Linked DNA regions of Anas platyrhynchos: region 2 is linked to region 1. The links are chromatin contacts, called in public Hi-C maps. All regions are on one chromosome and are shown on one strand. Each heading gives the region's core, a stretch centred on a gene start, on an enhancer-like site or on the middle of the called end of the contact. The rest is flanking DNA. Distances are from core to core; before and after follow the strand shown. Region 1 has its middle 30 kb from the start of LONRF3. Region 2 holds the start of COMMD5 (COMM domain containing 5).

Evidence for each region. Hi-C and Micro-C count contacts between places; a contact is called where the count stands out from the background.
Region 2: a Hi-C map of liver shows a contact between it and region 1, with 1.9 times the contacts expected there. The contact joins the promoter of COMMD5 here to the enhancer-like site in region 1. A contact is called at or near these places in 3 of 8 Hi-C or Micro-C datasets (liver, skeletal muscle and subcutaneous adipose tissue).

Annotation. Positions count from the first base shown.
Region 1 is chr10:9,415,009-9,419,151 of IASCAAS_PekinDuck_T2T, forward strand. It overlaps a transcript of KIAA1210 not described here. Among named protein-coding and RNA genes, the nearest start is that of LONRF3, 30 kb to the right of the region's middle. Within about 2 kb of position 1,308, at least 3 of the 8 cell types and tissues checked have an H3K27ac peak or open chromatin away from gene starts, as enhancers often do. A contact at or near this core is called in subcutaneous adipose tissue, where this site is marked.
Region 2 is chr10:9,469,874-9,474,698 of IASCAAS_PekinDuck_T2T, forward strand. COMMD5 (COMM domain containing 5) reads right to left here and starts at 2,034. Exons shown (of 6, transcript XM_038184160.2): 1 at 1,808-2,034. The coding sequence starts at 1,985. FAM199X (family with sequence similarity 199, X-linked) reads left to right here. Exons shown (of 7, transcript XM_072042885.1): 3 at 4,682-4,825.

The DNA of each region.
Region 1 (4,143 bases), core at 58-2,557:
TGCTAGGAGTATCAACATCAAGTTTTGCTTGCTATTTGTCTAATAGTTTCAGAGCGTGACTTGCTACCAAAGCCCAAATTCTGTGGCATGGATCAGTGTGGGCATGTTGACAGGTTAACTTCAGGTCTAGTCCTGTTCTTGACTGGCCACAGTGAAAGTTTTTATTCTCCTGCTCCTTAAAAGCTCGGACTGCAATCTTCCTGCTGCCGTCTGCAAAAATTCTGGGTGAGCTGGGATCTTGTATCACAGACCTTCGCTCTGGATCATTTTGCAGGAACTCCTGGGAAGGGCACGTCTCTGTGCTGCACATCACCCTTCTGACGTTCGTGTCGTGGTCTGTTGTGACAAAATGTCATGTTGCAACCTTGAGTCCAACCGCCCTTAGGTTGGGTGTTGCCACGTGGGAAATTGAGGCTGGTAACCAGGTCAGTGTGGCTGGGATCAGCCTAAAGCCTGCAGGAGATGTGTTTGTTTGGTTTGCATTTGCTGGGTGTGAAGGTCTTCATTTAACCCTGGGTAATGTGGTACCACCAGCCAGTGTTATGTGAAGGACCTGGTGATGGCAATCAGAAGTTTCAAACAAGTGCAATTGCCCTGAAGCCAAGTTTAATAAGATGTCTCGGAGGGTCCTTTAACCCAAAATGAGCAGTAGCTGCTCCACGCAGCATGCTTGCCTCCACGCCAACAGGCGCACTGCTCTACAGTACGCGTTGCTTTACTTCCAGACACAAGCTCCCCGCTGCAGGATGGCAAAGAAATGTTTGTACAGCTTTAGCTAGGGGCTCTGTGAACGGGCTGCTGCCAGAAATTGTCCAGATGAGATCTCTGGTGCCTTGCATATGTTCCATTAATACAGCTTAGTGGTTTTCCTCCAGCACAAGTGGCATTATGGCTGCGTACCACCAATTTGGCCGGGTGCATTTGGTTCACAGGTAGCAACAGTCCTGTTTGCAGCTCCACTAAAGGCACTGGAGTTAACAGTGGACGTGCCATTTCTTGATGCTGGCTTATATTTTTTTCCAACCTTTTTCATACAGATTTCTCTCTGGAGGCACAGATCAAAACTCAGGTGATGTAGCCAATCTGCCACAACTAATTAATTTTTGGAGCATAGCAGGGGGAGCTGGGACGGAGCAGCGTGTGCCTGGAGCGCTCCCCGTGCAGACCTCCCGGCCGGGCTCAGCGGCTCGGCTTCCTGCAGGCGCTCTGCGGGCGGCTGCCGTCTTGCAGGCACAGAGCCTCAACTTTTATTTACTCTTCCCCTAGTGCTTCCCTTGCTGTGCTGATGCAACCGAGACCATTGCATAATAGCCTGGTCCTTAAAATGAATTTCTCATGGCTTCTACCATGTGAAAGGAGCCGAGCCAGCAGTGCTGGCTGTGTGCAGAGCCAAGGCCGCTGGAACATCTGATTTCTTTGCCTTTATAAGCAGCTTGTCAGCCTTCCCTTTCAGTCTGATAATGAGAATTTTAGAAACACGCACACACAACCTCTTTTGTGTTGACTGAGCAGATAAAACCAACGATTTTCCCAGACAGAACTGGTGTTTTTGCTATACTTTTGCATTTGTTTTTATTAACAGTATGGGTCTCTAACCACAGCACTGCAGCAAAGAGTTTTTCTTCCTGGGAGTGACTTAAGCAAGAACAGACTTTATGCAATTTTCCAAGGAAATGTAAAATAACAAGAAGGATTTCAATGCTAAGTGGCACTTCGGGCTTTCTTTCAAATCTCAGGAACAACTCTCAGTCAGGAACAAATCTACTAAAGCCAATGGAATTAGTTTGGTCTAAATAACAGTATAATTGGGCTTTTTTGTTTCTGAGTTGCTCAAAAATAAGTCTCAGTAAATAACTCAGGGTCAAATCTTCTGCTTATGCCAGAACTATGCTGAACTGGGGAGAAATTGTCCCAAATTCACCCTGTCTGGCAGTTTGCAATGAAAAAATGGTTGAACAAACCTATCTGTGTTTCCTAGGTAGCCCCTCCAGAACTTGACTTGTAATTAATAGCTGTTTCTTACTAAAATACTTCTTCTTATTGGCCTCTCTGAGTTCCTTGATGTCACTGCAGACACTTCTTCCACTGAACTTTCACAAGGTGGGAGATTTCACAGGCTGACCACAGCTTGCTCTGCTCGTGTCCAGAGCTGCGTGGGTGTGAGTTGGCACTAGACTGGGTGCCACCAAATGTCACCTGTCGTATGGCATTGTTGATGTGCCACAGTGCCCTGGTGTAGTGTCTCCTTGGTTAGAGCTGGCTGATGTCCACCTAACTCGCAGGGAAAGCAGGGCAAGTTTGCATCTCCCTGCAAAGCACAGCCTAGGCATTTCCACAGTCATTCACACCATTGCCTTCCTTTATGTTTTCATTGATAGTGGACCCGAGATAGAAAGTTAGATTTTAACCTAAATTTAAAGTTCTCCAGAGTTTAACAAGTATATGAATCAGAGGTTTTTTTTCTGTGGGTTGTGGAACTGTAAATCAGATGTAATGCTCTGGTCCAGATCCAGATCTGAGTTTCCTCAAAGTTTGGGAATATTTTAAGTTTTTTTGTTCTTGTTCTTAAACCCCTGTCATTTTCTGGCTCCTATAAACAATGTTCAGTTTGAAGCTAGGCTGCTAATACACAGCCCAGTAGCCCAGTAGCAGTTACTATCAGCGCACAATCATAAATATTTCTACTAATAGCCCAAGCCTGACATTCTGACTTTAATTAATCTGATTATGTTTAATAATAAATTGTAGTAACCTATAAACATATTTTTAACTGGTGAAGCTGCTAATCAGTTTTGCAGATCAGTTTTGTAGTCGTTCAGTGAGACGATAGGGATTTACCTTGCTGCAAGGCAATATTAATCCCTGGCTAAAAAGATGACTATATTTCTGCGATCATCAAACTAATCTGAATTTTTTCTTTTCTTTTTTTTTTTTTTCTTTTTTTTTTTTTTTCAGCACACTGAAGTAGATCGTTACTGGTTCAGAAGAAATTCATTTATGGGAAACGATTCATCTACCACATGAAAACTGGTGTTGAGGTAGGCCTTCTTTTATTTTGGTTTCCTGAGATCTTTGGCTTGGTTTATTAACAGCTGTATACTTAAAGCACATTAAGGATAGCTAAAGTGAGGGATGTGACCATTTATTATTGTAGCAGAAGTAGCAAAGTGCCCGTGTGTCTAAAGCTGCATTTCTGAAGTGCCAAATTTGTCTAGCTAGGAAGGGATGAAAATGAGAAGCCAGTTTTCCTTCTGGCTTCCCTGAGGAGTGGATGTGTTTTGGTTCCAAAGAAGGCAGGGAGCAGACAAACAGCTTTTGCCTTGCTTTTAGGTGACATGACACTCTAACCCGATGCCTTATTAAACTTGCCCATGGATATTTCTTGGGTCATAAAAGGGGGCTGCGTATTTGCTTCCCAGCATTGGCTTTCAGTAGAAGCATGTCCAGCATCATCTTTTCTGCTCATTTGATGTTGTGAGACATGCTGGTCCCCGCAGGACTTGTGGACCTTCAGCTTTCACCAGTGGGAAATGATGGTCTTGCATTGAGTGCCCTTCCTGAGCTGTCCCCGATGCAGCTGGCCTCTGCAGAATGATCCCAGTGTAAAGTTTCCTCAAAGGATTGAGGGAAGAAGTTGGTCTCTGGCACTGAAGTACCTTTTTTCTTTTAGACATCTCAGTGTATGAGTGAAGAAAGCAATCTGATTAGCACATTTGCTAGATAGTTGAACGTATGGGAAGGTGAAAATATTAATAAAAGATAGAGTTGATTTATACTCAAACTGGCCTTTGGATTTGCAGTATACACTGTAAGAACATGCTTATATAACCTCCATTTCTATTCATAAAGGTTTATGTGGGTCTATATTGAATTATGCATTTAAAATTAATCCACTGAGGCAGCCCACTGAGATGCCACTTCTCATTTAGTAACTGCATTAAGGACTTTGCTTCATTTAGAAACTGTGAGAAGCTTGCTTTGTGCTGTGGAGAGGAATTGGCCTGCCAGATTCAAACTGGCTATTATAGGGGGTTTAAAACAACCACCTCTCTGTCTGTCTCTTTCGGCATTACCAGTAAAACTCTGTTCTCGACTTGTGTGACCCGAATCATGTAGCTTGGCTGAACTTGACAAACCCAACTG
Region 2 (4,825 bases), core at 784-3,283, 56 kb after region 1:
ACTAACAATTAAATGAACAAGAACGCAAAACTAAACCTTCAAGTCTTATAGTTAGCACAACTGCCAATTTATTCAAGCTTTGAAGGAAACGACTGTTAACACACAGCAATATTACACACTTGAAACTTCTGTGAGTTTATCTCAGTCTTCAGCACTCAGTTATTCATTCTTTTTCCATATCCAACCTGGCTTATACAAATGACAAATTTCTGTTGTCACATCAGCCTCTGTCCTGCACTCTGATCGGTCTCGAGGGACTCCTGGAGCCACAGGAAGCCCCATGGTGGATTAAAAAAAAGACATTACTGACACAATCCCATTGCAGGACTGAGGAATTAGAGTAGTCTTTTATAATGTGTCATATTTAGTGCTGTGAATAAAACATGGAAGTTAAAAATGGCCAGCAAGTCTTACCAAAAGCCAAGACTAAGAGATTAGTTTAATAATATGGTAAAAAAAAGGTTGTAAACTGTCAGCCTTCTTTTTGGTATTGTGTGGGTTCCACTGACTGCTGTCTTCTTATTCAGGACAAATTTTCTTTGCTTTTCACATTCTTACACGCACATCAAATTCAGTGGTGAGTCCTGGATCACTCATGTGGTTGGCTGAATGTGTACGGCACGATCTGCAACGCAAACTCGGCAGTGGTTAGCTAGGATGGACAGGGTGCTCGCACCAAGCTTTCCACACTGTCTGGAAAAGGCTCTGCTCTAAGACAAAGAAACTGCCTTTGAAAAAAAGGAAGAAGATTCAATTCACCGGAAAAGCCAAGCACAGATCACCACTGAGGCTTGTTCACTGGATCACGTGCAGAGCACTTCGTCCCAACGGAGCCTCCCTGCTGAGAGTCCCTTGCTCCTACAGGATGCTGCAGCCACAGACTTGCAGTTTAGCACTGCCTACAATACCATCACCTACAGATACTGTTATATGCAGTCTTTGTGTCTTTAAATGAGTGGGCATATGAAACAGCATTTTTTTTTTTAATATATTAGTTATTATTCAGTGATAAATTGACTCCGACAGCCTCAAAAAGACAACTTGGTGCAAGTGCCAGCGCAATCTGGACACAGCCAGCTGAAATCTGTCACATCTTCATACTGCCCGTGCTTGGAAGGGCACACTGCCGTCCTGCACGCTGTGAATCCCAGCCCAGCGAGAGCAGAAGGCTCCTGGATGCTTCTGCAGGGCCCTGGGAGCCCATCTGCGGGCACTGGTGAACCTGCACGGCCTCGCTGCAGGGCTGTGCGCTCCCCCTAGGGCAGGCAGCACTCACTGCACACCCCGGGGGTGCCCGAAACCCACGGCGGGGCTTAGGGGACGGTCAGGTTTCCTGGCACCCACACAGCCTTTCTGTCTCCATTCTCCCTGCACCGGACAGCAAACCTGGTTCCGCATCGGTATTTACTTCTGTCCCAAATTTCCCTGCCTATCTGTAGCTTTATTGCCTGCAGTTGTTGCAGGGAGCGATGCATCCAGGATTTCCTGCGTTCAGGATTTCCCTTTCTGACTCTGCGTAGCAACAATTCTTAGAGACAAATCTTTTTAAAACACAACTACCAGCTGTTTGAGGCCTTTATTGACTGAAGCGATGAAAAAGCCCGAAAGTTAGCAGGAGGAACGTGCACAGAGGGGTGGCGGCCCCGCACCGCGCCGTGCAGCCTCATCTCCCCTCAGCGAGCCCCAAGCCCGTCCCCTTGCTCCCGGCAGCTTCGCCGATCGCCCCGCGGTTATGTGGCAGGGACGGCACCGGGACGGCACCGGGACGGCACCGGGACGGCTGCAGCCCCCCCCGGCCCGGCCGTACCTCTGAGGAGGCGGCGGAAGGTGTCGTGGCCCACCTCCTGCACGCCCCGCGCCATCGCCTCCACCTCAGCGGGCACCCGCGGCCCCAGGAAGCCGCCTCCGCCGCCGCCGCCTCGTCCCTCGCCGTGCCCGTGGGCCGCGCCCGCCGCCTTCCCCGCCGCCACCGCCGCCGCCGCCATGGCAGCGCCGCCCCGGCAGGGCCCCTCCGCCGCGCCAGGGGGCGCAGCGGCCGCCGGAAGGAGCCCGGCGCCTCCCGCCCCGCTCCCTCCATGGCGGCGCCTGCGGCTCGGCCGCTCGCAGCGTGAGGCGATCGCGCCGTTCCTTCCCCCCCTGCCGCCGCCGCCATGACCGAGGAGCCGTACGAGAAGTTCCTGGCCCCCGACGAGCCGTGCCCGCTCCTCTCGCACCAGCACCCGCCGCGCGGCGGTAGCTGGAGCCTGAGCGAGGAGGGCTGCCTGGACGTCAGCGACTTCGGCTGCCAGCTCTCGTCCTGCCACCGCACCGACCCGCTGCGCCGCTTCCACTCCAACAGGTCGGCGGCGGGGGGCGGCCCGGGGGTGGGGGGCACCCGGCAAAAATGCCGGGGGCTGCGCTGAGGCGGGCGGCCTGGGACTGCGGCGGCTCCCGCGGGAGCCTTTGGGTCCCCTGCTGCTAAGTAGGGAAAAAAGCGACGGGCTGTAATTTGTGGGGAAGGCCTGCAAGGAAAATGCCGGTGCGGCTCTGCAGAGAAATGCCGGCTGCGCTTGTAAAATGCAAAGCAACCAGGCCTGCTTGCCAAGGGTCCTGGCTCGCCTTCCGCACACGCACACAGCCCAGCCTGGGTACGGCCATAGCGAGGCCTCAGCCTTCGGCACGTGTACGTGTGGGGTTAGTTCCTGTCCCAGAGTTGCAAAATACTTCTGCTGGTTATTGGTGTTCCTGCTGCACCATGACGGAGAGTAATGAGGCAGTCTCTCAACTGAATTTGTGTGAAATGACAGAAATTACGCTTCAGAAGTGTTCTCCAGTGCCCTGAACTGTAGGTTAAGTGGTTTGACGTGAGAAGCATTGATCAAGTACAGTACAAATATCCCGAGACCCGATAGTGGCGGCAAAGTAAAATGCTTGGTATTTGTAGCGTGTCTGTAAGACTGATTAAATGCAAATGTGGGGAGGATCACACCTTTGTCTTGTGTATTTCCCTTCATGCTGTCTTCACCTTCTGAGTGTTTTCTTCAGGCTTGCTCATCTCACAAACCCAGGTACTGAAGGCACCTCAGGAGGGTGTTTCATTTTCTTGGGCACCCATGCCCAGCCTCACACAGATTTAGCTGTTGCAGATGCATTGCACAGTCTGTGGTGCTCACAAAGGCTTTCATTTTTTTAAAGTTGCAAGTAACTGTAATGCAGTTCCCTCCTCTTCCTAACCCAGTTCATCCCAGCAAGCACAGCAGGCTGTGTGAGGAGAGGGCTGACTGCCTCCAGCTGCAGCGGTGCTACGAACCTGGCGTATCTGCACGCGGTTGGTGATGGAGTCTGAACCTCACCCCGTGTTTTGAGATGTCTGGAAGCTTTGTCTGCTGTACCTATCCTTTTGTCAATACTTCATGAATATTGGAACGGGAGTAATGCTCAGAATCATGCTGTGTCACCTCTTGTATTCTGTATACCGACTGACTGCCCTGCCCGCAGAAAGAAGTCTGTGCTACTAAAACAGCACACAGATAAGGGGTGCAGTAAGGGAGAACAGAACCTTGTAAATCTGCTAAGAGAAAAGCTTCTGAGGAGTCTTTAAATTGGATAAATTCACTGCTGGCCAGATAGATGAGGGAGTGAGTCCATCACAAACAGCCAGCCAGGTGTGCAGCTAAATAATGATGGTGAGGACCTGCCTTTCTCATTGATGGCACTGCTCAGCCCTTGCAGTTGGATAGAGGAACGTTTTTTTAGTTAGCCAGATTGAAGTGGATAGACTGATGGAACGGGAGTTCAGTGCCTGGGTTTGTGTGGTGGGTTTTGGAAGCTCTTTTCAAATTGTTTGGGCCGTATTGTAGTGCTGTGCTGACTCATAGTTGTCTCGACCTAGTTTTCACCAACATGTAAAATAAATCCAGATAGCAAGACTGGTTGCATGAGCTTGTTAAATTTTGGCTTACTCTTAGAAAACCTGTTCTGTGAAATCTGAGTCCTCAGTTGTTTTACTTTAGCAACAGCAGTAACTGGCTTTTAAAATGAAATTATAAGGGGAAAAAAGGTGTTGAGTTTTAGCATAACAGCATTTTCACACAGGTCAGGTTCCCACCTTGTACTGTCATTTCAACAGCATGTCTGATATTTTTGGTATTCAGAGCTGAAAGCAGTGAATAATGGGGCCTTGAGTATATCCGTGTTATGTTTCCCTATTAAGTATTAGTTTTGCGTGGGTTCATCATCCTAGAATTGCTTTGACTCCTGTTTGGAATGTAGATTAGGAAATACTTTGTTATTCAGAAGTCCAATTGATTTAATCCTTGGTTTTGGTTATTTCAATTTATATGGCAGTTATATGAAATTATCTTCTAGTTTAGTGTATTTAAAGAAGAAAAAAGCAAAAATGCACGCACTATAGGAGTCATCACTCTGGGATGGAAAGTGTTAATATGTTATATTAAAGGTATAAATGCGCTGTGTATGGATTTTTGCCTTGCCATTTTTAATGTTGAATTCAGTTTGGTATTGTTTGCCTTTTAAAAATACTTAAAAACATAATACTTCCATTTGAATAATATCTTCATTGTATTGTTACTGACAAGCAAAGTGGAGATGATTTTTTGAGGCTTAAAAAACCTAAGCATTTTTCAGGACGCACAATGCCAATACATTTTCTACTTTCTATTTATTTTGTCTTGTTTTACAGGTGGAACTTGACTTCTTGTGGAACCAGTGTGGCCAGCTCAGAGTGCAGTGAGGAGCTGTTCTCTTCGGTTTCAGTTGGCGACCAAGATGACTGTTATTCTCTGTTGGATGACCAGGAGTTCACCTCTTTTGATTTGTTCCCTGA